6 separate regions of the Sus scrofa genome follow, and regions 1, 3, 4, 5 and 6 are each linked to region 2. The links are chromatin contacts, called in public Hi-C and HiChIP or PLAC-seq maps. All regions are on one chromosome and are shown on one strand. The core of a region is the stretch at or near the end of the contact, and the rest is flanking DNA. Distances in the headings are between cores, read along the strand shown. Region 1 overlaps COG6 (conserved oligomeric Golgi complex subunit 6). Region 2 holds the start of FOXO1 (forkhead box protein O1). Region 3 holds the start of LHFP (lipoma HMGIC fusion partner). Region 4 overlaps LOC102159588 (a long non-coding RNA gene). Region 5 overlaps LOC102159588 (a long non-coding RNA gene). Region 6 overlaps COG6 (conserved oligomeric Golgi complex subunit 6).

The links. A called contact is a pair of places that touch in the nucleus more often than the background predicts. HiChIP or PLAC-seq counts read pairs in DNA pulled down with a chosen protein or histone mark.
Region 1: a contact with region 2 is called in an H3K27ac HiChIP or PLAC-seq map of alveolar macrophages. The contact joins the enhancer-like site here to the promoter of FOXO1 in region 2. A contact is called at or near these places in 2 of 5 promoter capture datasets (fetal skeletal muscle and liver), 3 of 47 Hi-C or Micro-C datasets (adipose tissue, embryonic fibroblasts and omental adipose tissue) and 2 of 2 datasets of contacts at active chromatin or transcription factors (alveolar macrophages and skeletal muscle).
Region 3: a contact with region 2 is called in an H3K27ac HiChIP or PLAC-seq map of alveolar macrophages. The contact joins the promoter of LHFP here to the promoter of FOXO1 in region 2. A contact is called at or near these places in 3 of 5 promoter capture datasets (fetal liver, fetal skeletal muscle and liver) and 1 of 2 datasets of contacts at active chromatin or transcription factors (alveolar macrophages).
Region 4: a Hi-C map of mesenteric adipose tissue shows a contact between it and region 2, with 1.8 times the contacts expected there. The contact joins the enhancer-like site here to the promoter of FOXO1 in region 2. A contact is called at or near these places in 1 of 5 promoter capture datasets (liver), 14 of 47 Hi-C or Micro-C datasets (alveolar macrophages, embryonic fibroblasts, fetal heart ventricle and 7 more) and 2 of 2 datasets of contacts at active chromatin or transcription factors (alveolar macrophages and skeletal muscle).
Region 5: a contact with region 2 is called in an H3K27ac HiChIP or PLAC-seq map of alveolar macrophages. The contact joins the enhancer-like site here to the promoter of FOXO1 in region 2. A contact is called at or near these places in 1 of 5 promoter capture datasets (liver), 1 of 47 Hi-C or Micro-C datasets (embryonic fibroblasts) and 1 of 2 datasets of contacts at active chromatin or transcription factors (alveolar macrophages).
Region 6: a contact with region 2 is called in an H3K27ac HiChIP or PLAC-seq map of alveolar macrophages. The contact joins the enhancer-like site here to the promoter of FOXO1 in region 2. A contact is called at or near these places in 2 of 5 promoter capture datasets (fetal skeletal muscle and liver), 6 of 47 Hi-C or Micro-C datasets (brain, embryonic fibroblasts, mesenchymal stem cells and 3 more) and 2 of 2 datasets of contacts at active chromatin or transcription factors (alveolar macrophages and skeletal muscle).

Annotation. Positions count from the first base shown.
Region 1 is chr11:14,612,025-14,616,638 of Sscrofa11.1, reverse strand. The region is part of intron 12 of COG6 (conserved oligomeric Golgi complex subunit 6); the gene reads right to left. Among named protein-coding and RNA genes, the nearest start is that of COG6, 38 kb to the right of the region's middle. Within about 2 kb of position 2,433, at least 4 of the 83 cell types and tissues checked have an H3K27ac peak or open chromatin away from gene starts, as enhancers often do. A contact at or near this core is called in alveolar macrophages, where this site is marked.
Region 2 is chr11:15,408,556-15,412,529 of Sscrofa11.1, reverse strand. FOXO1 (forkhead box protein O1) reads left to right here and starts at 2,471. Exons shown (of 3, transcript XM_021065269.1): 1 at 2,471-3,147. The coding sequence starts at 2,497. LOC102160118 (a long non-coding RNA gene) reads right to left here and starts at 1,897. Exons shown (of 5, transcript XR_001299536.2): 1 at 1,486-1,897; 2 at 645-706.
Region 3 is chr11:14,574,311-14,578,276 of Sscrofa11.1, reverse strand. LHFP (lipoma HMGIC fusion partner) reads left to right here and starts at 2,147. Exons shown (of 6, transcript XM_005668367.3): 1 at 2,147-2,478; 2 at 2,570-2,679. COG6 (conserved oligomeric Golgi complex subunit 6) reads right to left here and starts at 2,073. Exons shown (of 22, transcript XR_002336515.1): 1 at 1,823-2,073.
Region 4 is chr11:14,789,688-14,794,313 of Sscrofa11.1, reverse strand. All of the region lies in intron 4 of LOC102159588 (a long non-coding RNA gene), which reads left to right. Among named protein-coding and RNA genes, the nearest start is that of COG6, 220 kb to the right of the region's middle. Within about 2 kb of position 1,488, at least 11 of the 83 cell types and tissues checked have an H3K27ac peak or open chromatin away from gene starts, as enhancers often do. A contact at or near this core is called in mesenteric adipose tissue, where this site is marked.
Region 5 is chr11:14,773,255-14,777,373 of Sscrofa11.1, reverse strand. All of the region lies in intron 5 of LOC102159588 (a long non-coding RNA gene), which reads left to right. Among named protein-coding and RNA genes, the nearest start is that of COG6, 200 kb to the right of the region's middle. Within about 2 kb of position 2,118, at least 25 of the 83 cell types and tissues checked have an H3K27ac peak or open chromatin away from gene starts, as enhancers often do. A contact at or near this core is called in alveolar macrophages and embryonic fibroblasts, where this site is marked.
Region 6 is chr11:14,678,485-14,682,995 of Sscrofa11.1, reverse strand. The region is part of intron 17 of COG6 (conserved oligomeric Golgi complex subunit 6); the gene reads right to left. Among named protein-coding and RNA genes, the nearest start is that of COG6, 100 kb to the right of the region's middle. Within about 2 kb of position 2,160, at least 12 of the 83 cell types and tissues checked have an H3K27ac peak or open chromatin away from gene starts, as enhancers often do. A contact at or near this core is called in alveolar macrophages and retroperitoneal adipose tissue, where this site is marked.

The DNA.
Region 1 (4,614 bases), core at 1,184-3,683, 800 kb after region 2:
TCTCGGTTATGAATGTTTCAAGAGAGCCTGATAAGGAAGGGAGTACACGCACTTGAGCACTCAAGTGCTTCCAATTGCTTTGTTATGAAAAAGGTACATCATTCAATAAAATGATGTCCTTGAAGTTTCTTTTTTTCATAATAGATAAAAGAATTAGTTCCCAAATATGTCTTTTTAAAAGCACAGAAGGAATCACGGAAAGAGTTCATCTCTGGCTATACCTGTATTTTAAAATCTATTCTTCCTAACAAATCTACACAAAGACCTCAGAACATTAAAATTCTATTATCAAAAATTTCTACTTGGGTGCTTTGATAATGAAGAACATTCTGCAGTAAGTGTTGTTTTCCTCATAAGGCTAGAATCTTCTTAGAAGAGATGAATGATTTACAAGAGGCAGAATAAGAAAAAGATACCATGCAAAATATGAAAACATTAAAATTTGGCAAAGGGAAGATAATTTTTTTTTTATCTTTGTCAACTGCCCCCACGGCATATGGGAGTTCCCAAGCGAGGGATCGAATCCAAGCCTCAGCTGCAACCTACGCCACAGCTGTGGCAACTCCAGATCCTTAACCCATTGCACTGGGCCAGGGATCGAACCCGCCACAGAAACAAGCCAGATTATTAACCCAATGTGCCACAGCAGGAACCCTGGGAAGATAATTCTTGAAAGAAAACTGAACAGTTGTATATATAAGCAACACATATGCTGTAAATGTTATGATATTGCAATCCCTAATGTTAAAATATCCCTAAATATCACCCAATTCATATCTAAGAAAAACATTTTAGGGCATAATTATTGATAGCAAGGACAACAATAATAATAGCCAAAACCTATTCATTGCTATAAACTCACATAGGCTGTAGTATTAATTAGTATTTAATACATTCAAATTACAGTTCTTTCTTCCCCTCTTATTCCGTTCTAGGTTCAACTAGAAAATGCCATGCTTAAAACTTATCTTTTGTAAGCCATTATATTTTCTTATTTTCTTACAACTTTCATTTTAACTTTATAGGGAAAAAACTGTATAAGAACCTACTAGGTTTTTCTGAGTGAAAATAAAATAAAATAAATGGATAGCTATTTCGGATAAATAAATTAAGATTTTTCCTTCCCAGCATGAACAAAAATAAACTTTAAGTACATTAAATATTTGATATCAAAGTGAAATGACAGGAGTTCTCCTGTGGTACAACAGCTTAAAGATCTGGCATTGTCACTGCAGTAGCTTGGGTTGCTACGGTGGTGCAGATTTGATCCTTGGCCATGGGAACCTCCACATGCCACTAGCCTCCACTAAAAAAAAAAGTGAATCTACACAAAGACCTCAGAACGCATATTTAAATGAATTTATTAAATAATCTAACATTTTCCCACTGACAGATGCTAACTTTAGCATATCTTAAATTCTGAACATATTTTCTTATTGTTGAAAAGTTTTTGAAGTATGGCATGCTCTCAAAGGAGAAATAATAAAGAAAAAAAGTTAGATATTACTACATAAACATGAAAGGCGGTACGTAAGAAAATACTACAGGCAAAATTAAAAGGTAAAAGATGACGCGGAGAAGGGATTTGTAATACACTCATAATGCATTAAAAAAAAAAAGTCAGAAAATAAGATATAACCTAGTAGGAAAATGGCAAAGGACATGAAAAAATAATTCTCAAACAGCCAATAAACATATTTTTAAAGGCTCATTTTTGCTAGAAGCACCACAATCTATATTGGAAAAAAACCAATCATGGTGCTTTGTGCTAATCATATTGGCAAAGACATTTTAAAATGCTTATTATTCAACTCGGAGAAATTTGGCCATTCTAATAGGAGCTAGTATGGTAGATCTGAGAACAGAGGTGAAAGGAAACTAACCATGAGGGGCTGTGCGTGGACGTGCAGGACTCCCAGACACCACAGAGGCGTCGTAGATGTTGGAGACCGCGCCTTAGTGGCTCTAGACCTCATTTCCCTTAGCAGTGAACAACAATCACAGCATAAAAGAGAAATTAAAAACTCAAATTAATCCGGGGTGGTTTTGCATAGTGAGTGTAATAGCAAGATGATGACAGACCACGGGTGAGAAGCAAATGAAGTGAACCAGTCATTCATGTAACTGGTATTTACTGAGTCCCCTGTGAGCTGGCATTCAGGAAATGAAAGCATTTTGAAGTGCACAGGGTGGGGGTACTAAATACCGTCACAATGCTGTGCAAGCAGGATCCACCACAATTCTTTTCATCTTGAACACCGCAGCTCTGCAGCCACACAATAGAAACGCCCCATCCCTCCACTTCCCAGTCCTGACGACCACCCTTTTTCCTGTCTTCCTCTGCCATTTGGACTCTTCTAAGTACCTTGTGAGGTGGAGTCATACAGTATTCGTCATTTTGCGATTGGCTTATTTTGTAATAGCCTCAAGGTTCATTCATACTGTAGCGTATGTCAGAATTTCCTTCCTCTTTAAGGCTGAGTAACTTTCCACCTTACATATATACCACATTTTGTTTATCCATTAATCCTTCGAGGGACAATGGGCTGCTTCCACATTTCAGCCATTGTGAATAACGCTGCTTCAAACAAAGCTGTACAAATATGTCCTTGAGGTCCTGCTTTCAGTTCTTTCAGATATACACCCAGAAGGAGAATAGCTCGGTCATAATTTTACCCTTAAAATTTTGAGGAATCATCATACTTCTCCACAGCAACTGTAATATTGTACAATCCCAGCAACAGTGCACAAGGGTTCCAATTTCTCCACGTTCTTCCCAACATTTGCCATTTTCTGCTGTTTTCATACTAGCCAACCTAATGGGCGTCTTATTACAATTGTGATTTGCACCTTCCTAATGAGAAGTGATGTTGATCATCTTTTCACGTGCTTATCCGCCGTTTCTGCATCTTCTTTGAAGAAATAACCTATTCGAGCTTTGTCCATTTTTTTAATCAAGCCAGAAGTTTTTGTTAAGTTTAAAAGTTCTCTATGTATTCTTGACATTAATCTCTTATTAGATATGTGACTTGCAAATATTTTCTCCCATTCTGCATGTTGCCTTTTTACTCCACTGATGGCATCTTTTAATCACAAAATCTTTTAATTTTGATCAAATCCAATTTGTCTACTTTTTCTTTCCTTTTTTTTTTTTTTTTTTTTTTTTGTCTTTTTGCCATTTCTTGGGCCGCTCCTGCGGCATATGGAGGTTCCCAGGCTAGGGGTCTAATCAGAGCTGGAGCTACCAGCCTACACCAGAGCCACAGCCATGCGGGATCTGAGCCGCGTCTGCAACCCACACCACAGCTCACGGCAACACCGAATCCTTAACCCACTGAGCAAGGCCAGGGATCGAGCCCGCAACCTCATGGTTCCTAGTCGGATTCGTTAACCACTGCGCCATGACAGGAACTCCTACTTTTTCATTTATCATTTGTGCTTTTGGTGTCATATCCAAGAAATTACTAGATCCAACATTGCGAAGCTTCTGTCCTAGGTTTTAAGAGTTTGATAACTTACATTTACATTCAGGCCTCTGATCCATTTTGAGCTGGTTTTTACATGAAGTGTTAGATAATGATCCAACTTCATCCTTTGCATATGGATATCCAGTTTTCCTAGCACCATTTGTTGAGGAAGACTGTCCTTTCCCTTCTGAATGGTCTTGAAACTCTTGTGAAAAATCATCTGACCATACATGCAAGGGTTTATTCCTGGGCTGTCTATTCTACCCCATTGCTCTCTAGTCTGTCTTTATTCCAGTGCCAACTGTTTACCATGCGGTGTAGTAAGTATGAAATCAGGAATTTCAGTCCTCCAAGCTTTCTTCTTTGCCATGATTGTTTTAGCTATTTAGGTGAACTCAGGGATGCAAAAACTGACCAGGTACTCTGGATTGGATTGCTACTGACTGTTCCACACTATACTAAGAACCTTTGTCTAATACAACAAAGTGAGTAGATAGAGCAGCCTAATTTTTAAAAAAAATTTAAAAAGTCAGAATGGTGACTGTGATACATCCTTGAAAAACCTGCATCCTTAATAATCAAACAAAACTAAAGAAGGATTTGATTACTGTAAACCCATTCTTAAACGTCCTGTCAAGTTACTGCTGAACAACCTACTGTTCATTTTCACAAACATTAGCTCTCGGAATTCCCCGTCGTGGCACAGCAGAAATGAATCCGACTAGGAACCGTGAGGTTGTGGGTTTGATCCCTGGCCTCGCTCAGTGGGTTAAGGATCTGGCATTGCTGTAAGCTGTGGTGTAGGTCACAGACGTGGCTTGGATCCTGCGTTGCTGTGGCTCCGATTTGATCCCTAGCCTGGGAATCTCCATATGCCGCAGGTGGGGCCCCAAAAAGCCATCAAAAAAATATATTCGCTCTCATAGGACTCTTTCAGGCCTTTGTTGTTATTTAGTTTTTGATTTCTTGTTTGTTTTCATAATTAATATATAACTCAAAAGATCATAAATTTCTTAAGGACAAAGCCAGACCTGAGTGTAAAAATATAAGTAAGCTGTTTAGAAAAAGACATTTTGTAAAAGTTCTAAATATAGGAAGTCTGCTTTAATCACAAATTCTTGGTTTTGGAAAAAAAAGGTAGTGAAAC
Region 2 (3,974 bases), core at 1,222-3,721:
ACTTAAAAAAAGATTTGGCAGGCCAGCTCAGAAGATTTCAATGATCTGGAGAAAGTCTGTAAGAAGAGTCCCTTAACCAGATACTCTCCTCTAACTGAGGCCCTGTAAAACCGGAATTGAAATGAAGGCAAGGCCAAATTTGCAGCTGGCTTCCTTAGCCAAGAATGATCCACTAGGGCACCGCCTATGTGCAGGGTGCGGCCGTCTGAATGGGGGCTGCCTTTGCAGAGCGTAGTCGGAAAGGTTGAGGGTAGCAACAGTTCTACGTTACAGCCTTCCTTCAGCTCATCGTGTGGGTTACTGAGGTCCCCTAGCGGCTGGCAGAAGCAGCCCGAACCGTTCAAATTTGATAGTCAACGCAGAGACCACAAGACAGGAGGGTGGGAACCAACTTGAACCTCAATCCATTAGACTCAGGACCCTCACCCCACCCGGCCGCAGTATCAGTAGGAAGCGGCTGTGATAATGGATTATGAAGAAATAGGAGTCCGGACGAGTCAGAATGCAAGGGAAGAAATAAATCTTTCAAACTTTTGTAAACGAGGCCTAATTTTCTTTACAAATTTCTTTACCAACTGAAGAATTACCTGTCAGAAAAAGGGATTTGGGAACTGTCATTTTGGGCAAGATATTTAAAACCCTACCGTCAATCTTCCATCCTAAGTGAGCCCATCCCTTTGAAAGGAAATGCCTTCCATAATTCCTCCTAAAAAAAAACAAAACACAACAAAACTTGACAACTGTTTCTTCTGCTCCATGACACACAAGGCCACTGTCTTCCTACCTTCGGGCCCACTTATCTCGACCGGACGTCCTGGACCTGGAGCCCAGATGGGGAAAGGTGGGGTGGGAGCGAGGGTTGATTGACCAGCAGGGTAAGCGGCCTAAAGGAATACCTGGGAGGGGGCAGGGCTTCGCCCCAAAGCTTTGGTCCTATGCCCTCCTACGTTTTCACTTCAGCTCTTCAATTCTAAATAGCAAAGAAATGACAAGCAAACAGTTAAACTTAACTAAGTTATAAAGTGACAAGGCGCTCACTGAATACTTTCCTCTGATCCCTTCCCTGTCGCCCCTGGACTGACTTAGTGGACAGAGTCCGGGTTCCCGCCCAGGGGTAGAGGTTCCCACGGAGGGCACGAGGGCTAGGACGCCTGTGGGTCTGAGGGTGCGTGGGAAGTAGGACTATCTGCAGCCCGCGCCGAGCCCCCTTCTCTCGCTTCCACTCTTTCAGGTCAAGAATGGAGGGAACCCGGCTGGCGGGTGCTGGGCCGGACAACGGGCCCCCGGCTACACTCGACCTCAGAGGCTCAGCCCTCGGGCGCAGACAGGTGGGTTCCGGTCGCGGAGGCGGCGGCCAGGGCGTCCTCCGCGCGGACACGACAGTCAGAGCCCGGGCCCCTGGAGGCGTGCGCGGCTCGCGCGGGGCCCGAGGACTCGATACATCGCAGGAAAAGGAAAAAAACACAAAACAAAAACAAAACCCACCGACTTCCCCGCGTTTCTCAGCAAAGGAGTCGAGGGCGGAGTCGAGAGGGGGCGACTGAGCAGAATTCCGCGAGGCCGCCTCCGCCCGCCCACTCAGCGCCCCCGAAGCGCCCAGCGTCTCCGGCCCCCGCCCCGCCCGGCTTTGGGCCCGGAGCGGAGGTCGAGGGCAAGCGAGCGACTCGTTCCACTCGGGCTTCCCGAGTACTCGGTTCTGCTCCCCGGTAGTAAACAAAGTGTCGCCGCCGCCTCCACGCTGGTTTGCCTCACAGCAATCAAAACACTGAGAGCGGAGAGACTCACAGAAACATTCGAAAATTACCAGAAAATAATAACAGAGAGCCAAAAAAAAAAAAAAAAGAGTGAGGGAGACTGTGCGTGTGTGAGAAAGAAAAAAACACCCCACTACCCCCACCAACCCACTGCCACCTCCCGCTGGAAAACCAGCCCCCGCCCAGGCCGGCGTCCACTGGCTGCCTGGGCGGTGCCGCCGCGAGCTCATTGGCTGCTGGGGCTATCAGTCAGGGGCGGGCAAGCGCGCGCGCCGCCGCGGGCGGGGGGCGGCGGCAGATCCCGTAAGTCGGGCGGCAGCGTAGTCGCAGCAGCAGCCGCCGCTGCCGCCGCCGCCGCCGCCACATTCAACAGGCAGCAGCGCCGCGGTCGCGCCGCCGGGGAGAGTGAGCGGCCCGCGGCGCCCGTCCTTCCTTCGGTTTTCGGGCCGTGTCAGTAGGAGCGCGACGCTGGCGCTGCCTGGGCTGGGCGACTCTGGCCTGCCGTCCCGTCCGTGCAGCGGACCTGGAGGAGCCTAGATGTTGATGGACCCGCGAAGTTAAGTTCTGGGCTCGCGCTTCCACTTCGCCGCCGCGTCTTGCTCCGGGTTTCCGTCCGCCCGCGGCACCGACCTCGCCCCCCAAAATCTCGGACCGGCTCTTCGCGCCCTCTCCCCTCAGCTCCTGGTGCAGCGCCCTCGCACTTCTTGGCAATCCCGCTGCTGGGGGAGGGGCGGGGGTCACCATGGCCGAAGCGCCCCAGGTGGTGGAGATCGACCCGGACTTCGAGCCGCTGCCCCGGCCGCGCTCGTGCACCTGGCCGCTGCCCAGGCCGGAGTTTAGCCAGTCTAACTCGGCCACCTCCAGCCCGGCGCCGTCGGGTGGCCCAGCCGCGAACCCCGACGCTGCCGCGGGCCTGCCCTCGGCCTCGGCGGCCGCTGTCAACGCCGACTTCATGAGCAACCTGAGCCTGCTGGAGGAGAGCGGGGACTTCCAGCAGGCGCCCGGCTCCGTGGCGGCGGCGGCGGCGGCGGCAGCCGCGGTGGCGGCGGCGGCCGCCGCTGCTGCCACCGGGGGGTTGTGCGGGGACTTCCAGGGCCCAGAGGCGGGCTGCCTGCACCCGGCGCCGCCGCAGCAGCCCCCGCCGCCCGGGCCGCTGTCGCAGCACCCGCCTGTGCCCCCCGCCGCCGCCGGGTCGCTTGCCGGGCAGCCGCGCAAGAGCAGCTCGTCCCGCCGCAACGCGTGGGGCAACCTGTCCTACGCCGACCTCATCACCAAGGCCATCGAGAGCTCGGCAGAGAAGCGGCTCACGCTATCGCAGATCTACGAGTGGATGGTCAAGAGCGTGCCCTACTTCAAGGATAAGGGCGACAGCAACAGCTCGGCAGGCTGGAAGGTGAGTGGCCTCGGGGCGCACGGCTGGAGCGGGAGGGGGGCACGGGAAGCCCTGCCTCCGCCTTAGGTCGGAGGGGACGGCTGTGCAAATTTGCTTGGCTTGAAAGTGCAGGGCACGCGGGCAGCGCGTGCAAGAAGCATCGGAGGTGGGTGGTGGGCTTGCCTCGGACCCGTCGGAGGATTGGAATAAACGTCTGTGTGTACGCTCTCGTGAGAGTTGGAGCGGGAGCGGGAAGGGGCGAGTTGGGACCGAAGTAGTGAAAAAAGTACGCCAAGAAGTGGACCTCAGAGCAACCAGAAAAAAAGTTCTCCAGTGAACGGAGAGCGGGGTTCACTGCGACCTGCCCCCCCTTCTCCACGGCCCGCGCGAACTCCTGCCGCTGCTCCTTTCCCTCCACGACCTCAGGGGTGAGGGCGGCTCCCCTCCTCCCCCGCGGCCCCCCAGCTCCCCGCCGCCCCGCGGAGCCGTTTCCGCAGCGCTGGGCGGGGGAGGCCGCTGCGAGGGGCCTCGGAGCCCCGCCGCTGGGGGACGGGGCTGCAGGTGGAGGGGACAGGCAGGGCGCGAGGCAGCCGGCCCGTGGAGGTTGGCCGCGCGGTTTTTGGAGGCCGTATGCATTTTGTTTTATTTTGATTTTATTCTAAGTGGCCTCGAGTGCAGGGGTCCGGGCGCGCAGAGCCAGAGGTAGCGTCTCCGACACGTGCAAAGGGGCGGCCACCGCCTGCGGAGCGCCGGCGCCCGGCGGCGCGGGGCGAGCTAAAGTTCAAGTGTGACCCTCGGCGGGGGCGGGAGCAGGCGACGGCGAGGGAGGGGCCGCGAGCGCAGGAAGC
Region 3 (3,966 bases), core at 898-3,397, 830 kb after region 2:
TTAAGGGTCCGGTGTTGCTGCGAGCTGTGGTGTAGGTTGCAGATGCGGCTTGGATCCCGTGGTGTTGTGGCTCTGGTGTAGGCCGGCGGCTACAGCTCTGATTGAACGCCTAGCCTGGGAACCTCCACATGCCGTGGGTATGGCCCTAAAAAGACCAAAAAAAAAAAGAGTAAGAGTTCTTCTACAGAGAGAATATGGACAGAGGAGAGGAGGCAGAGTTCCAAGCCCATGATATCTAATAGCACCCTAAATCCTACAGACAGAAATTCCTACACCTGAACCATGTATGTTCCAAGAGGCTGACCTTTCCATTTTTTGGTTATAATGATATTTTAGGATACTGGACTGACAAAAAGCTATTTAAATTCAGTTTAATATGTGAGAGTAAAAATATCCTTAACTATCAATATTTACTGTAAAACAAAGCTGTTTCTTTTGAATACAGGCTTGAAATGTCCTAGGGCCTGGCCCAAAGGAGTAGTCAGTCAGTAAATGCTGAATGAACAAAATCACAAAGATTAGGGGCAAATTACAGCTCACCACTTACCCAGTATGTCACTTAAGCTAGTAACATTCTCTCCACACCTTATTTTTCTCATTGGGTAAAAAGGCGATAATATTAATTTATCAGAGTAGATGTAGTAAATGAAATAGTCCATGTCAATATTAGATACTTTAAACCCTTAAGAAATTGTATAATATTAGCATTTAATAAGAATTAACATTTCATAAGGAAAAACTGCTGGGGCCCTGTGCTAAGCAGTCTCTCCCTGAACCCTCACAACAACCCTGAGAAAGTTATTAGCAGTATTCCCAATTTAGAATTTTAACATCAGCTTAGAGAAGGGGCTTAAACCATAATGCACCAATTTGGTGGTTTAGAGCCAATAATCCGTGGCCCCAGAGCCTACCTTTCTTAGCTCATTATATTGTTATTTTTTTAACACAAAAATTCTTATTGACAGGTTACTGTCAGTTACCTACAAATTCATCTTTAGAACTCTCACTTCTACATATATATTTTTATTTTAACCACAACGGCATGACAATATACCTAGGGACTCAGTGATACAGAAGAGATAAGCAGCTACTAGTGGAGATGGGAAGTCCGCTCTAAGTTTCAGAAGGTACTTGGAAGAGGATGCGGGAGGTTTATCTTGTAAAGAAATACAGCACAAGCCCACACGTCAGTTAGTGCTTGGCTAACAACAAAATTAGTATTGTTTCCTTTGAACCATCAACAGGTGGTAGCCCTTTCGCGCTGTAAATTGTTAGTGCTTGGCCAACAACAAAAACTAGTATTGTTTCCTTTGAACCATAAGCAGGTGGTAGCCCTGTCGCTCTGTAAATTGTTAGATGTTTTCACCTGTCAATGGAAAAGCTCAGTGATGCTTAGCCTTGGCCTTCGTTCCTCCGAAGGCCCCCCTTCGTCCTGCCTTATCTTGCATTTTCCTCTTTTGCCCGTTTCTTCTTCTGCGCCCCCAGGGGGGTGTCTCCTCTCTCCCTCCCTGCTCAGAACCCCCGAACACCTGCGGAAGCAGGGCGCCTCCACCGTTTACCTTCCGGATCCAGAGTCATCGAGGAAAGAACCGTTTTAAATAAATAGGGAGCAATACCCAGAAAACCTCTTCGCTTTTCCAGGGGCTCCTCGGCCTACCCTTTCTTACCCGCCCCATGCCGGCACGACAGCGGGTCCCGAGGGCCTGGGGTCCCCTCGGCGGTGGGGACAAGGGACAAGCTAGAGGGTGTCGGACAGACGCCGCCCCCAGTCCCTCCGACCCGCGAACGACGCGGGACCTTCGGCCCTGCCGGCTGCGGTTACCTTGTCGTTGTCCAGCCGCGTGTCCAGGATCTTACGCAGCTTCCGCGACAGCGGGTTGTTGGTCTGCGCCGAGGTCCCACTGGCCCCATTACTGAAGCCGTTGGCAGCCCCGGTCACGGGCACTGCGACTACTTCCCCGCTACCCTCAGCCATAGCGCCGCGCGTCCCGCCCCCTCCTCGGCGCCGGCCACCTCAGCCCCGGTGCGCGACGCGCCAGCAGCCGCGCATCGCGCATGCGCCTACCTACCGCGCATGCGCCCTGGGAAGGTTCTGCCCTGACCACTCCTGTTGAGCGGAGCTGCTGGGGGCGGTAGAAATTGGTGGAAGGAAGAGAAGGGGCGGGGCAGGACTCTCGGAGCAAGAGGGGACGAGACTAACGCGCGACTTTGCAAAATAGATTAAACTTCAGGGCAAATTTATAGAGTTTGGAGATTCCAGTTTACGGGATTAAAAGGGCATGTGGAATCCTGAATCTTTGAAAGTTCGTGCTAGGCAGAAGTGAAACACACGGAGCCCTGTGTCTCACAAATACGTTCGGTAAAAGTTATTTCCAGTTAAGATCACTTTAGAATACTATGCAACTGTTATCTGCTGTGAAGGAGATTTAAATGAGGCTGTGGAAAGAATTCCAAAATCTAGTATGTGAAAAAAGCAAGGTGCGTTATAGTGTATATAATGTGAAACACTTGTGTGATTGTGTGAAAAAGAGAAATGTGTAAATTTAGGCTTTTTTTTTTTTTTTTCCAGGATGGCATTCCTGTGGAAAGGAGGTTTCCATTTTTCATTTGGTACCTTTCCAAGCGGCCTGAAATTTTCTAATCTTCGTGTGTTGCTGAATATGTGAACAGGTTAATAAGGTAGGCCCGCAACCTTAAATTATTCCCCACCTTTCCGTGTTTATTTGCACTTCTCTGAATTTGCATTTGTAAACAAAATAATCTGAAACTTGGAATGATATGTAGGAGTGCGAAGACAGGGACATTATGGTAAAATTTAAATATATTTAAAGCAATTTTTATGTTTTTTAATGTTAATTTATTTTATAATGCTAACTATAAATTATAAGTTAAAGCCGTAAAAATCAGGATTTTCAACAGTTCAAATCAATATTTTCCAACAGTTAAAAATAATTATTCAGGTAAGCCTCATCAGAGACCTAAGTTTTAAATATGTGTATATTTTTATATGGGTGTGTATATATATAATATTTATATATAACAATTCGTATTGAAGATAAAGGTTTTCTTTTAGTGAAAATGTGAATGCTAGTTATGTGTGTTGAGCTCCTTAATATACTAAAACACTTAGGCTATGAACACCTTGTCCTTAGAGGATGGGGAGTGTCAGCTCTGCCCCTTTTACTTTATTTGTGACTATATTGTTAGTATTATCTTCAATTTGTGGGTTCTCTGAAGGAATCTTTTTAGGCCATTTGCCATTTTGTGAGGCTGTTTATTTAAAGTTAGATGACATAATCTATAAATCCTCCCTACCTCCCCCCCCCCCCCCCCCCCCCCCCCCCGGTGTACAAACTCAAGCATTGAAAACAAGCAAAAAAAGATGACTCCCTCCCAATCCCAGCGTCATGGTACACCCAATCTCCCCCTCAGGATGCCACCCATACTGTATGTGTGATCTGTGACCTAGAAATATGAATAGTGAGAGAACCAGAGTCAACCAGTAGAGTGCATTTCCATAATGCATCACATTACAAATGAAAGTGCCACCCGGTTGCGTTCTCTGACATCCATCCTGAGATTTATGGCCCACTTTGGAGCAAACTAGTATAGAGCATCAGATCCACAGGTCTGTCTCTGGCTTTCAGGTGCTCTTTATTTTCATCCCAGCCTGATAAATGCATCCTTGGAGTTCCCGTCGTGGCGCAGTGGTTAACGAATCCGACCAGGAACCATGAGGTTTCGGGTTCGGTCCCTGGCCTTGCTCAGTGGGTTGACGATCTGGCCTTGCTGTGAGCTGTGGTGTAGGTTGGAGACGCGGCTCGGATCCCGCGTTGCAGTGGCTCTGGCGTAGGCCGGTGGCTACAGCTCCGATTCAACCCCTAGCCTGGGAACCTCCACATGCCGCGGGAGCAGCCCAAGAAATAGCAAAAAGACAAAAAAAAAAAAAAAAAAGAAATGCATCCT
Region 4 (4,626 bases), core at 239-2,738, 620 kb after region 2:
TTTGTTCCCAAGACAACTCAGGACTGCAGGCTGCCTTAGGGTCTTTTTTAATGCACAGATCACTAAAGTTACCTTCTAGTCGGGAAGACAAATTTTTCTGGATGAGCAAAGGCCAGGGAAGCTGCCCAGGACTCTGGCTTCTGTAGTTGAGTTCAAAAGGAAGCCTTGACTACTGATTGGCTCCACCAGCACGTTCCCTGGTCCCTGAGGTTGTGCATCATGTTGTGAGTGACCTGCGTGACCCTCGGTGGTCTCGTCTTCTCTCTCAGACCCCCCTACCCCCACCACGGGCGGCTCATCTTCCAACCAGCCATCCAGAGGGATTCACCCTGTGGCTTCTCCATCCCAAGCCCCGCCCCTTGGCCACCCCACCAGTGATGATCCGTCTCCTCCCTGATGTTATCATCTGCAGGAAATCAAAACACCATGTGTGTGAACATAAAATCCTGTCATTTATTTATGCTACAGACTTCAGGAAGGAAAAAAAGAAAATCACAGCTCTCTTTTCATTAAAAAAAAAAAAAAAATTGGCACAACGTTCAAGCATTGGTGGTCTTAAATCTGCCTGTTATTAACAGCCAGGAAATGCCTGACCCAAAGGTCCTCACTGCTATTATAAACTGTGAAAATTATAAAAATGGAAATAAAAAAATAAAGTAATTACCTCTTCATGTGTTAAAAAGTTAAGGCAAATGGCCTGTTGCCATGGAGATGACTTCCTGTTTACCCTGCTGGTCTTCCCTCACAGTTAAAGACCAGTTAGCAGCCAATGGGAAAACAGCATTTAACCTCCCATATTCCATTAACATTTGTCATAGTAACTCAATGCAGTCTGTAATTTACCAGTCAGTAAAATTTGGTAAGTTGTATTTTCAGATGTGATTAGTGGTTTTTAACTTTTATTCATTGCGTGAATTTATAACCACTACTTTTATATTCTGAGAGAGGGGAAAATCTCAGTTCCCCCTTTTAAAAAACCTGATACTGTCTTTCTTCTGCAGCACAGGGACTCTCACGATAAGAGACCTTCACCTCTCCTCATTGCTTTTAAGGACGGCTGTTTCCTTATCGACAGTAATATTCCTGATATTCACACTAACCAAAGCAAGAACCAAAGCTGCCATTGCTGTTAACTATACATCAGTCCTTTGGGTTTTTCACTTGCGAGATCCCAGGATTCTAAAATAAACTACTTGGAGCATGATAACAAATAAAATTGTTTGGAAACCAAGGAGTTCTTTGCCGAAATGTAAAAATAAAACTGAATACAAATATATCAAATGACTCTTAGGAGATAGAACTACAGATTTGAGTAACAGAATCTTAGAAAGATGTCTTGACTTGTTGAAAGATCCTGGACCCATGGAAATATAAAGTGTGGAGATAAAACGGAAAGGAACTGTAAACTTTCTCTTGAACACTGGGCTGATAGGAAGGCAGCTTGAAGCAGTTTGCCAGAAGCTTCAAAGCTTTATATAGTTGGCCCCAAACCACAGCTCCTTCTTAATGGCGCTGCCGAGACCTCTGACAAAACCCAAAGCTTCTGTTTTACCCCCTCTGCTTTTCCATCAATCCCCTCCGTGCCACAGTCCTGCTGGTCCCACCCAGCCCTCTCCTGACCTCTCCCTCCTGCCCCTCCTCTGCCACCCACCTGTCCTTTGCAGCTGCCCCAAGGTAACACCCGTGGCTTCTAGACCCACCCTGCAGATACAAAACATTGGCCACAGAATGAACCAAAGACAGCTAGAGGCAGGACCAGCAGTGTACTGAAATTTGTCTCAAAGGATTCCAGCAATTCTTTTGCATGATTAAAATAGTCTTCATTAGCACAAGATATGGATTTGATAAAAACTGAAATTGTGAGTGGGGTTTAAGGACGACTACCTTGTGTCTGCCCTGGGCACTTGCATGTTATGGGGGTCCTGTAGTTCTTCCTGTGTCCTGCGTCCGTTTAGTTCTTCCTCCTGCAATAATCACTCCTTGAAGGCAGCAATCCTGTTTGATTGAACCTTGTAACTCACAATTTCTACCACAAGGTCTTAGGCAGAGTGGAGTTGTTATTGATGAAAGGAAAACTTAGGATCTAAACAAGATAGAGAAGCAGATTTGACATGCTAACCTTCACTGCATCTTATTCTCTTTGTACTAAGCTTCCTTAGTACTTTGTCGAAATGCGTGTAGTATGCGTTTTTGTGGGTTGAACTGGATTTGGAAGGTGGGTGCAGAAGGAAGTGTGCTCTCACTTCAGTAGGTCTGAAAAATTGTCTGAAAAACCCCAAACCGAAAGCAAAATGAGCTTTGCTTTTGTTTTGAAAAGGGATGAAGTTCAGGCAAAAAGGAAAGCAATGCTGCTGAATGGGTCACACTTGCATTAGCTGTGCGGTGGGGCTGACCTTTGTCAGATCCTTTGGAACTTGTACTTTCAAATGAAGGGTGTCCCCTTTAGAGGTTTTAGGGGACTGTGCACGTTTGAGATATGGATGTCTTTTTAAAAGTCACCCCTTGACACCGCGGCTGAAAGAGGCATAGAGTTCTGTTGTATGATTTCTAGAATGTAACCCAATGCATTGTTAAATGCTAATCCTGCCTTTCTTAATTTGAAATAAATATTTACGTTGTTTTCAACATCGCCTGTTACGGAAGAAAAGAACTCCTTCTCTTTGGTTGGCCTTGGAGGAATCTTGGTTTCTTCACTTTGGGAGGCTGGAGGTGAGAGGTCAAGGGAAGAAGTGCCCTGTGGGAGGGGCTGATGATGTCTTTGATGTCAAAAGTGGAGGCTCTGCCGTGGTCAGGGGCTGAGATGAGAAGAGGCACCATCAGATGGTATAAGGAGGTGGGGGACTTATTCTGGAAACGGAACCTTAGTTACTGATACCGTCAGCTCCTGCCATGTTGAGAGCCTAGGGAACGCTCACACTGATGCCCCTGGAGTTAGAATTAGGAGCTGCCACTTTGTTCATTGCTTCACATGATTCTTTCCGTCTCTATCTGAGTTGATTCTTTGCCTTGGCCGAGCCTTTTGGGAGGCCTCTTCAATAATCTATAACAGCTTATATTATTCGTCTGTCTTCAGCAAGTCACACAAAGAGTACTGAAAAGTAATGAACTTCTGCCTCCTGAGAGAGGAAGAAGCTGGAAGATTTCCATTGTGTTCTGCGAAAAAGGAGGTGACGCACAACGTACTTATCTGCCTGACACATGCCGAGCAGTGACAGGTGATGTTAACAGAAAGGTCAGATGTGTTCTGAAGAAACAGATCCCACAAGCAACAGTGAAAGCTCATTTGCTCAGTCTCGAAATGCTAAATGGTCAAACACTGCAAAAAAAAAAAAAAAAAAGATAAATGCATATATATGCAGTGTTTTTTCCCCTGTATCCAGGGTTGACATTAGTCATCTGTTTTGATTCACACAGAAACTCTGGGGCAACTGTGGGATGCATTTGATAGGCTGGTCACTGGGTTTAATGTAACACAGAGAATTTTTCGAATGGTGCAGTCTGGGGCAGGCTCATGGGGCATGAGGTACAAGGAAAGTGAGCCATGGAGAAGGGGTGGCAGAAACCGTGTTGGTGGCATGAACATCCAGCCAATGGGGCTGCTTTTCAGGGTTCCTAGAGACTGAAGGCAGCATCTGATAGAGGCTGGACTGATTCATTAAGGGGAAGTCACCTTTGACATCACTGTCATCATCACCGAACTCAGCGAGCGCCTCTTACCCAAGGCCAGACAAATGTGGGAGGGGTCTCTGTCAACTGGCTCAAGCTTCTCCGAGGGTTCCTCCCTGTGTCCACCCTTCCCCACCCCCACACTCTCCCCTTAGCAAATGGCTCGGCACAGCACCATCTGATAGAAATACTCTATGAGCCACAAACAAAGGCAATTTCAAATGTCTTTTTTAAATGTTGAATGCTGTATACCTAAAAAGAATAAATACTGTGTCAGCTATACTTCAATTAAAACACACCCACATGCATAAAAAATTATATGGGAACATGACTGTTTCCACAGGGTTCTAAGTCTATTCACATTGTTTAAAAAATAATGATAAAATAAACAAATGACTGAAATAACTCAAGCAAAACAAGTGATATTAATTTTGATTATTTTATTTAACCCAATCTATTCAAATGTTCTAATTTCCACATATAATTAATATACAAAATTGAAACAGTCTACGTTTTTTTCTTTCATACTAAGACTTTGCCATGCCATACACATCTCCATTTGAAGGAGCCACATTTCAAGCACTGACTAATCACGCGGTGCTCAGGGCTCCATATTGGACCTCGCAGATAGACCTGCTCCATGTGCCATTCTTGTGGGTGACTATTGCGTTGTCTTCAAAGACTAGCTTTTTCATCCCTGCAGCTGCTCCTCCAAGGTCTCCTCGCCTGCCCTCAGTCAGTTCCTGGGGCTCTGAGCTGCAGGACCGCTTAGCACCACTTTCTAGGCTCCACCTCTAGAGGGCAGCTCGGAAAGGTGTCCCCGTGAGCCCTCTAGTGACTGCTGTCAGAATGCACATGACCGTGCAAAAACAACCCTTCCGGAACTTTTGGAAAAGATTCCCATTAAAGATTCCCATTACCGTCACAGGAGCACTGCAAGCATCATCTCCAAGAAGCAAT
Region 5 (4,119 bases), core at 869-3,368, 630 kb after region 2:
TCCCTTTTCTTTTCCAGTTTGAGCTTCATCTCAGCATCTTTGCCCAGATCACACATTTACTGAGATGAGAAGAATGAGCATTATGGGATGATATGGTAGGAAGGAAATTGTTGCTGGAAACAGAATTAAAATGAAAATGAGAAGGAAAATATAGGGATGCATTATTATTTCAAGAGCCCAGAACTGTTCAAGGAAAAATATAAAAACAAGTGATCATTTTCAAAGGTCTGAATGATTTTGTCTTAAACTAGAAGAAGAGTCCTTTCCCCATCCACTTCTTTCTTCAACTCCAGAAACTGGATCTTGTGAAAACGCAGACATTTCAAGGTCACCTCTTATTGACAAAAGCAGTGGTCATGGTCTGACATGCACCTGGGCTGGCACTCCTCTTTTGGTCCCCTTGTCAAGTAATAAACAGCATATGGTGATATATAATACATGCGGAGTATACTGCATGGTGTATGTGTGTATGTATGCAAATGTATGGTGGATCTGTAATACCTGTACCAAGTACATGCCTTTGGGGAGCCAAACTGCAAAATTAACCAATACTGCAATGGGGGTCCTAGGCATTAACATTTTTTTATTATAAGCAATGGAGCTTTGTCTCAGAAAAAAGCAGAGAGGAAGCAAGGCTTAAAATGTGCAGGGCTTCTGGATCCTAGAAGCCATATCCTGGCCCCTGGACTATTGAATGTGAATTCTCCATTTCCAAAATAAAGAAGAGCCAACTTTGAGTTCTTGTGAAGGTAATTTTCAAACTCCTATCTGACTGGAAACAATTCCTAACAGCCACCTACCCTCTGCTCTTCAGTACATTCTGGTTCACGGAGACAGCACGGTGCTTGGCCTGAGGTCTGGTGCATTTGCTGCAGAAAACCCTCACACTGCAAACAGTTGCTTCTCAAGATTGTAAAACCGGGACAATAGTCAGAAAAAGCTGTGTTTTGGTTTGATTTTTTTTAAAAGGAGGATGTCCCTGAAATAGAAGAGTATGGCTGTCACTTGATTTACAATTGATAGCTGTTTGTGACAGCAAACAGGATGTCAGGCTCTGTCCCTCTCAGAGGGCGTATAAATCACAGGCAGTGCTCTGGCCACCGAACAGCAGCTGAGAGAGACCTGTTCCCCGAGTAGTTGACGAGCAGGATGAGATGACCGTTATCCTTGAAGCTGAAGACAGGCAGGACAATGCTGAGCAAGGCTGGGAGGATTTGAATTCTTTATCCAATGACCAACACGAGGCTGGAGCTGATGCATCTCAGACACTTTGCAAACCTTCTCCCTTTCTGCCAACCCTTTCTTGTTTCTTATGCGTCCATTGGCTTGGCCCCGTGTGTGGTATATCTGGACCAAAGCATTTCCTGTACTTTAAGAGTTCAAATGATTTGGCTCCTCGTAAGATTATCATTCCTTGGTTTGTGACTCTCTTCTGTCTCATACTAGCTGGGCTGCCTGGAGCTCCATTCTCTGGTGTGGGGTGCTCTCGAGTCCAGTTTTATGAGCACCATTAGCCTAGGAGACAAGAAGACAGCCACAAAGAGAAAAAAAAAAAAAAGCCTTTTCTATACCAAGGACATCATCAGATAGTAATTTTTTTTTAAATGATCAAATGAGTAATTAGTCTTAGAAGTGTTCAGCTTCACCCCACAAGGGAATGGTCCCAGAATAGGGCAGGCCTTGTGAGCTTTATATTGCAGATCTTGTGTCTCTTAGAGGAAAAATGATTTAAAAAAAAAATGTTATATAAATTAAACCTTGGTAGTTATCTCGCCAGAGGTGATACATTTGAAATTTTAAGTCTTTTTTTTTTTTAATCTAATCACTATGCAACCGTCGTTTTGTGACCTTAGGCAAATCACTTAACCTCTCGGTGGCTCACATTTCCTCTTCTGCCACGCGTGCACATTGGTGTCAGCAAGCATGAAAATGGTCATGAAACACTTGCAAAATATTGAGGGAAGAGAGTGTCTTTCTTTTGTAAGAGGTGGCCACCGATCTGAAATTCGGCACATCGTGGGCCATGCAGTAAATGTTTACTGTATGTAATGAGGAATGCAGGAATGACCCAGCTGTGCTTTGCCAGCGTTCTCATGCGGGCAGCCTGCCAGCTCCCTAGAGGCAACGTTCTCTTCCTAGAACATTACCCAGTCACCCCAACTCAGTGGCCTCTGGACCAGTGTTCCCTCCCCACTCCTTCCCTTCGCTTTCCCTTCCTCTCTCTCTCATTCCCAGGTCCTTCTCAGGATGCTTCTGTCTGTTCAATCCGTTGTTGCCCAAACCACTCCCAACTACCACGCCTCTCTCCTTCCACTCCTCATGCAAAGGAGTCCTTCAGGGCATGTCCGTGAGGACAAGACAGTCCACATGGATGGTCCTTATGCAAAGAGCCCAGGGAACAAATATCAGCGTCAGGCAGTGGTGCCCCAGCTGACCTTCAGTAACAACCCCTCACCAACAACTGACTCAGTAAAGACCAAAGCACATTTTTCAAACACGCAACATTCGTGACCTCCAGTGACACTTCTGGAATAGGTGATCACATGGACAAGAGAAAAGAGAAAAGTTCTTTGGGCTCCAGGGGACCTGTAATTCGCTGCTTCATAAAACTTAATGAACATCCCAGGGGGCAAGTTAGCCTGTGGTGTTGTGTGGACACAACCTCAAAGTCCGTTTTAGGCTCTATAAGGCTTCTCCCAGTCTTAGTTTCCAGAGCAAAACAATGGGATTATTGTTATTTTAAAACAATTGAAACAATTCCTTTCTTTTTGTGGCTAATTGGTTAATTCTTCCTTGAATAGTCAAATATTCACAGAGTCTCCTGGTTACAGTTATAGCCTTCATGTCCCATTTGAGCTTAAATTCCAAACTTCCACACACTCGGAAGAAAGGACAAAAATAGTAGAACAGCATCGGCCAAACAGAGGCGGCTTTGTGGGCAATATAATGGGAGTAAATTTCTAAACAGACAGGAAAGCCGACCAACTACAGAGGCCTGACCATGTCACTCTTTGGCTCCGACACAAAGTCTGGGCTGAAATGTCTCCCAGGACGTAATAGGCTGGCAGCTGCAAGAGCTCCAGTGAGGCAACGAGAGGATGGAATCAGAGCTGCCGGGCTGGAAGGAAACACTGATCTGTGTGCTGAAACCGAGGGCTTGGGAAGTGACCAAAACGAAATGCTTTGCCTGTGAGCAAGAGCCCTTCCAGAGCCGGAAAGAAAGGTTTTGATGCTTGGTATTCAGGAAATAGGGACCTGGTTTGGTAGGTCACTTAACTGGCACCACCAAAAACCAGATTGCATTCTTTCTTTTAGTTCAAAAAGGGCACAAGCATTTCAGCACTGAGATATTTTTAAAATGCCTCTTTCTCACTAGTTCAGTCTTAAATTCCTTTGCGTGGTTTTTTTTTTTTTTTAAAGACTAATTTTCAGGAATCTACCCTCTTTCCCACTGATCTTAAATAAAAATGCTCTGGAAACCACAAAGAGAGTGTAGAAAAGGCACACCAAGGTCCGAATTGCCTCAGCTCTAAAGGGGCACCCGTCCTTACACACAGACAATGTTGTATGGCAATTATACCTCAGTAAAAATGGGAAAAGATGCTTGGTTTTAGAATATTAACAGAATGACTGGCGTTCCCACTGGGGTGCAGTGGATTAAAGGATCAGGCGTTACCACTGGGGCTCATATTCAGTCCTTGGCCTGGGAACTTCCATATGCCCAGGGTACGGCCATTAAAAAAGAAAAAGAAAATAAAAGAGTGATTCTAGTCTTATTAGAATGAGATGTGGAAAAAATACAAATAAGATTTAAAAAAAAAATGATTCACATGGAATCTCAAAAAAGGTTTAATAGCCTCTTAATTGAAAATAAACGAATAAAAGGACACACTTCCCGCCCGCATTCCATTTGGGAAAACGAGTCACGTGTCCTTTATCTAGCTGCCAGGGGGGCTGGGAAATGTCCTGAGTGGACAGTCACTGCTCAAGGACAGCTCTACAACATGGGAGCCAATGCATTAGTGTTTACGAGCATCTAGTCACTCTGTCACCTTCCCTCCTTCCCTCACGTCACGTCACCCAGACCCCTTCAGAGCTCATATCCTGATCTAAAGACAG
Region 6 (4,511 bases), core at 911-3,410, 730 kb after region 2:
TTTCTGCAGGTCACTCTATCTTTTAACAGTCTATAAAAATTAAAGTCATTTAGGAAACAATATCCATTTAAGTCAAGAATACCAATAATAATAACAAACATTTCATTGGTGCTTACAGTTTGTGAGACACTATTTTCAGTGCTTTTCCCGTATTTATTTGTTTAATGCTCACAGCAACCCTATGTGCTACATGTGCATATTATCGTCTATCTCAGTAAATCTGAGTTTCCATTTGGTCCATTTCCATCAAACAGAGCATAGTGTGGACAAAGGCTGATGACAAAACCATCTGGCCATGTTTCTACAAGCCAGGGCGCCAGGCAGTTTTCCGAGACCTCATTACCTCCCACACCTGGAATGCTTCCAGAAGCACAAGGTCCTGCACAGGGCACGAGATGATGATGATGGTCCCTGGGGTGGCCTGACCTTAAGCAAGTGTCAACATTCAAAGACAATGTTGCTGATGGTGCAATTTCCTGCTCTGAATGTTCCACATTCCTGAGCCCTCCCAGTGAGGGTTAAGAGAAAGATGCATACAGAACCACGGACTGAGCACCAGGCGCTGGGGGACCTGTGAGGATGGAGAGGGCAACTAGGCACTCTGCTTACAGCTGCTTATTGTAGAGTGGTGACAGCTGTCACACAGGGAAAGCTTTAAGCATGGCACTTTGAGAAATTCCCACTCCATAATATCTTTTTTCAACACCTCTGTCCTGAGTGCCTGAAATTCCACAAAGAAGCACTGCTGTATACCAACTCCACTCATTAAATAAAATTATAAATATATGTATATAGATGGATAGATAATACTAAATAAAAGAGTGAATTATTTTAAAAGGGCAGAAGTATAGAAGTCAGTGTCAGATATCTGTTCTAAACCTAAGTCTCTTAATAATTCTGCGCCACCAGGCAAGTTTACTTAATCTACAGCTTGTTTCCTCACCTGTAAATTGAGGCTACTGATTCTCATTTCATGGGGTTTTTGTGAGAATTAAACACACACACATACTCCATCTGATACTGAATCCAGTTAAATGCTAAAGCATCCAGTTAAATGTTTCACTAACATCAGTTTCCTCCTACTCTTTCCTACCTAATTAACCCCATCTTCTTGGCAGGCAATGCAAAAGCACTTTGCTATAACCAAACCTGACCCCCCGGAGCTGGCCCTTTGTGTAGTGACCACCATGTCCTTTTGTTCATTCCACTCCCCTGACCTTTGACCCAGTCTACTCACTACAGTTCACAGCGTGGTGAGCCAATCTCACAGTGAAAAGAGACATTTCCTACCTTTGGGAAAAAAAAAAAAAGAATGGGCAGAGAACCAGCAGACTTGTGGTGCCTTCCATTTCCCATCAGTAAATTTCCCAAAATACTTTCCAGTAAGCAGTCTCTAGGGGCTCATAATGTGATTAATAATATTAAGTGTCTTAGTCACTTTTAGCTTTTCAGATGAAATAGTGTCTTTAGAAGGTCCCGTCGGTGAATTATGAATGCGAGGCTGTGAGATCTGTCTTCCTTTTCACAGGTAGGCTAGACGCTCAAAGGGGTGACAGGCATCAGCTGGTTATTCAACGAGAAAACGTTCTGCTTGAATCCAGCAAAGAACGAGCCATGCTGCTGTGGGTAAAATCGAGCAACATCTCCAGAATCTGCAGACCTCAATCAGAAGGGCCAAAGCAAGCGGCCACCACAGAGTGGCTCTTCCTGGGGATGCTTTAAAGCACGAGTCTCAGCTTCATGTTTGAAATTCCGCTGCTGTAAAGCTGAATTTCACGAGTGCAAGCTGGAAAGCTGAATTTCACGAGTGCAAGCTGGAGTATGATTTTCTCTCTGCAAAACCTGTTTCAACACCACTCACCCCATGTGGGGTGGTCACTTACTAGCGAAGTGACTCCTAAATTGTCTGGTCCTAACAACTGCGCCTCTGGCCTCTACTCCACCCACTGCGGCCAGGGCCACACGCCCCTTTTCAGGCTTCCACTATCCTTCACTCCGAGTCGAATGAATCAGAACAGGCAGAGCCAGGGTTCCGGCTGCCCCCTTTATCTGCCTCCACATTTCTTCCTCTGCCTATTCCTGCCACTGCAGAGGTCTGCACCCGCTTCCTGGAATCTTGGAGGGGACAACTTCTCCCTTTAGCACAGCTTCTGAGCCCAGTTGTTTGGGGGAACTGACTTCCTCCTCTCTTCTCACTTCCTTTGCTCAGCTGCTTGCCCTCCCCCCACCGTGAGGGGTCTCTCCTCCAGGCTCTGGGCTTTCGATGCTCCTCTGCTTCCTGCTGTCACAGGGTTTCCTGGAGCCTGGGGTGTACGCAGAAAGGAGGCCCTGCTGGGCTCCCTCCTGACCGCACCTCATAGGGATCACCCCCTCTGTACAGTGCATCGTATTTACATCCCAGGGTATGGAGGTGGCCCCGGGTTTGATGTACCATTTCCCTCATTCCCCAAAGCTGAGCAAAGCGGTAAATCCTTCATCCTCTGAGTACTCTAGCCTCTACCCATTTCCTGCTTTGACTTGAGGTGGTCTTTCTACTTCAATCCCTAAGTGGATAGATTAGTTCAAATTAAGGATGAGCTAATAGCTAGAAAAATGTTGCATGAGGCAGATTCTGCCAGTTGAAATCTCTTCTCAGTACCCTAAATATTTATTACAAAAATCATTTGAAAAGGATTGGTAGCTCTACTTGAATTAGGGTAAGTTCTTTAATCCTTTTTGATTCTGACAGAGATATTTAAGTAGACACTCATCAATTTAAAATGTGTATGATATATATGAAAAAAAAAACTCCTTAGTAGTCACTAGAAAATGATCATAGAGATAAGTCCACTTTAAATCTGGAAAAGTAACACTGACTAGTGAAGACCCATAATAAAATACTATATTCTCACATGCTCCTAACACCAGGAAATCCAGTCCCATTACTTCCTGACACCCTGCCTCCTGTCCGTCTCCCTACCAGATACCATGATACAGCCCCAAAGTCCCAGATGTTACTTCTAGAATCTGAAAGCAGTTCCTAGCTTTCCAGACTTCCCACAGGAGCAGGGACTCAGATGCATCCCTCAAGGTCACCTTCAGTGCTACTGGAACACAACCACGATTCCACCAAGCAGTCCAAAGACATCCTCGGTTGGCCGTGCAGCGGCCATGAAGCTGAAGCATATTGCAGTTGGCCAGGACCAAAGCTGAGGGCCTGAAACTGGGCCTTCACTCCAGTTCCTACCCAACCCATGGCAGTTCCTCTATCTTGGCTCCAAAGCAACACTCCTCCTTCAACAGCCAGCTCAGGGTAGGAACCAGCTCCAAAGTTTCTCTCTTTTTACCCTCCTGGGGAGTTTATTTGGGAGGACAGTGCTGCATCTGAGCCAGTCTTTGCAGGTGAGGTCAGGTGCGCTGTACTCTGACCTAAGCAGACTGGTGCTTACAGGTATCTGCTAAGAGTTCCATGAATATAAGTAAGCTCCCAGTCCACCATGAAGGTAATGTCAACTTGTCCAGGCACAGCCTTCTCATTACCCCTTCTTTTTTTTTTTCTGTCTTTTTGCTATTTCTTGGGCCGCTCCCGCGGCATATGGAGTTTCCCAGGCTAGGGGTCTAATCGGAGCTGTAGCTGCCAGCCTACGCCAGAGCCACAGCAACGCAGGATCCGAGCCATGTCTGCAACCTACACCACAGCTCACGGCAACGCCGGATCGTTAACCCACTGAGCAAGGGCAGGGACCGAACCCGCAACCTCATGGTTCCTAGTCGGATTCGTTAACCACTGCGCCACGACGGGAACTCCTCATTACCCCTTCTTGACGCTAGACATTCCAGCTGGAATGGACCAGATTGTGCCAGCCCTAAATTGAGCCACACGGCAACCACCTTGCATCTCTGTCTACTACACTTTCAGTCCCCAGGTTCCATGCTGTTTGGGTACACTGCCAGCTCAGTTTCCCTTTTCTCTAGGCTTGGATGAAAAATTATCTCACCTGGCTTGGGGTTACTTTTATTTCTGAAGATCTTCAACAACACAGGAATGAAAAATTCCTCTCCCTACCAGATACCATCAGAAGGTAAACTTGCATATGAAAACTGTATTACTATTGTGTATGGCTATTCCTAGCTTGAAGGGGATCCAGGTCAACAGATAAACTGTGACCGATGTCCTGGGATTAAACTGAAACAGATCTGGGTCATTTGCTAGGGTAGAATTAAAATCTAAACGAGGGACCGCATTTCATGATACAGAATGTCTGCTCATTTAGGGTTAGCTTGAATTGGTCTGTAGCCTAAGAACGCCTCTGGGAAGTACTGTCCTATTCAACCTCTCAAGCACATGAGTAGCACTGCCAACTGTAGCATCATTTTAAAATAGAAAAGGCACAATCCTTGACTCTAAGAATTTAACATGAAACACAAAAGAGAGTAAAAAAATTTTAAATAAAAATCACCTATAACATTAGGAATGAAAAAAAGAAAACTAAAGGAAGAGCCCAAACAAATATCAGTCATGCAGTGATTGA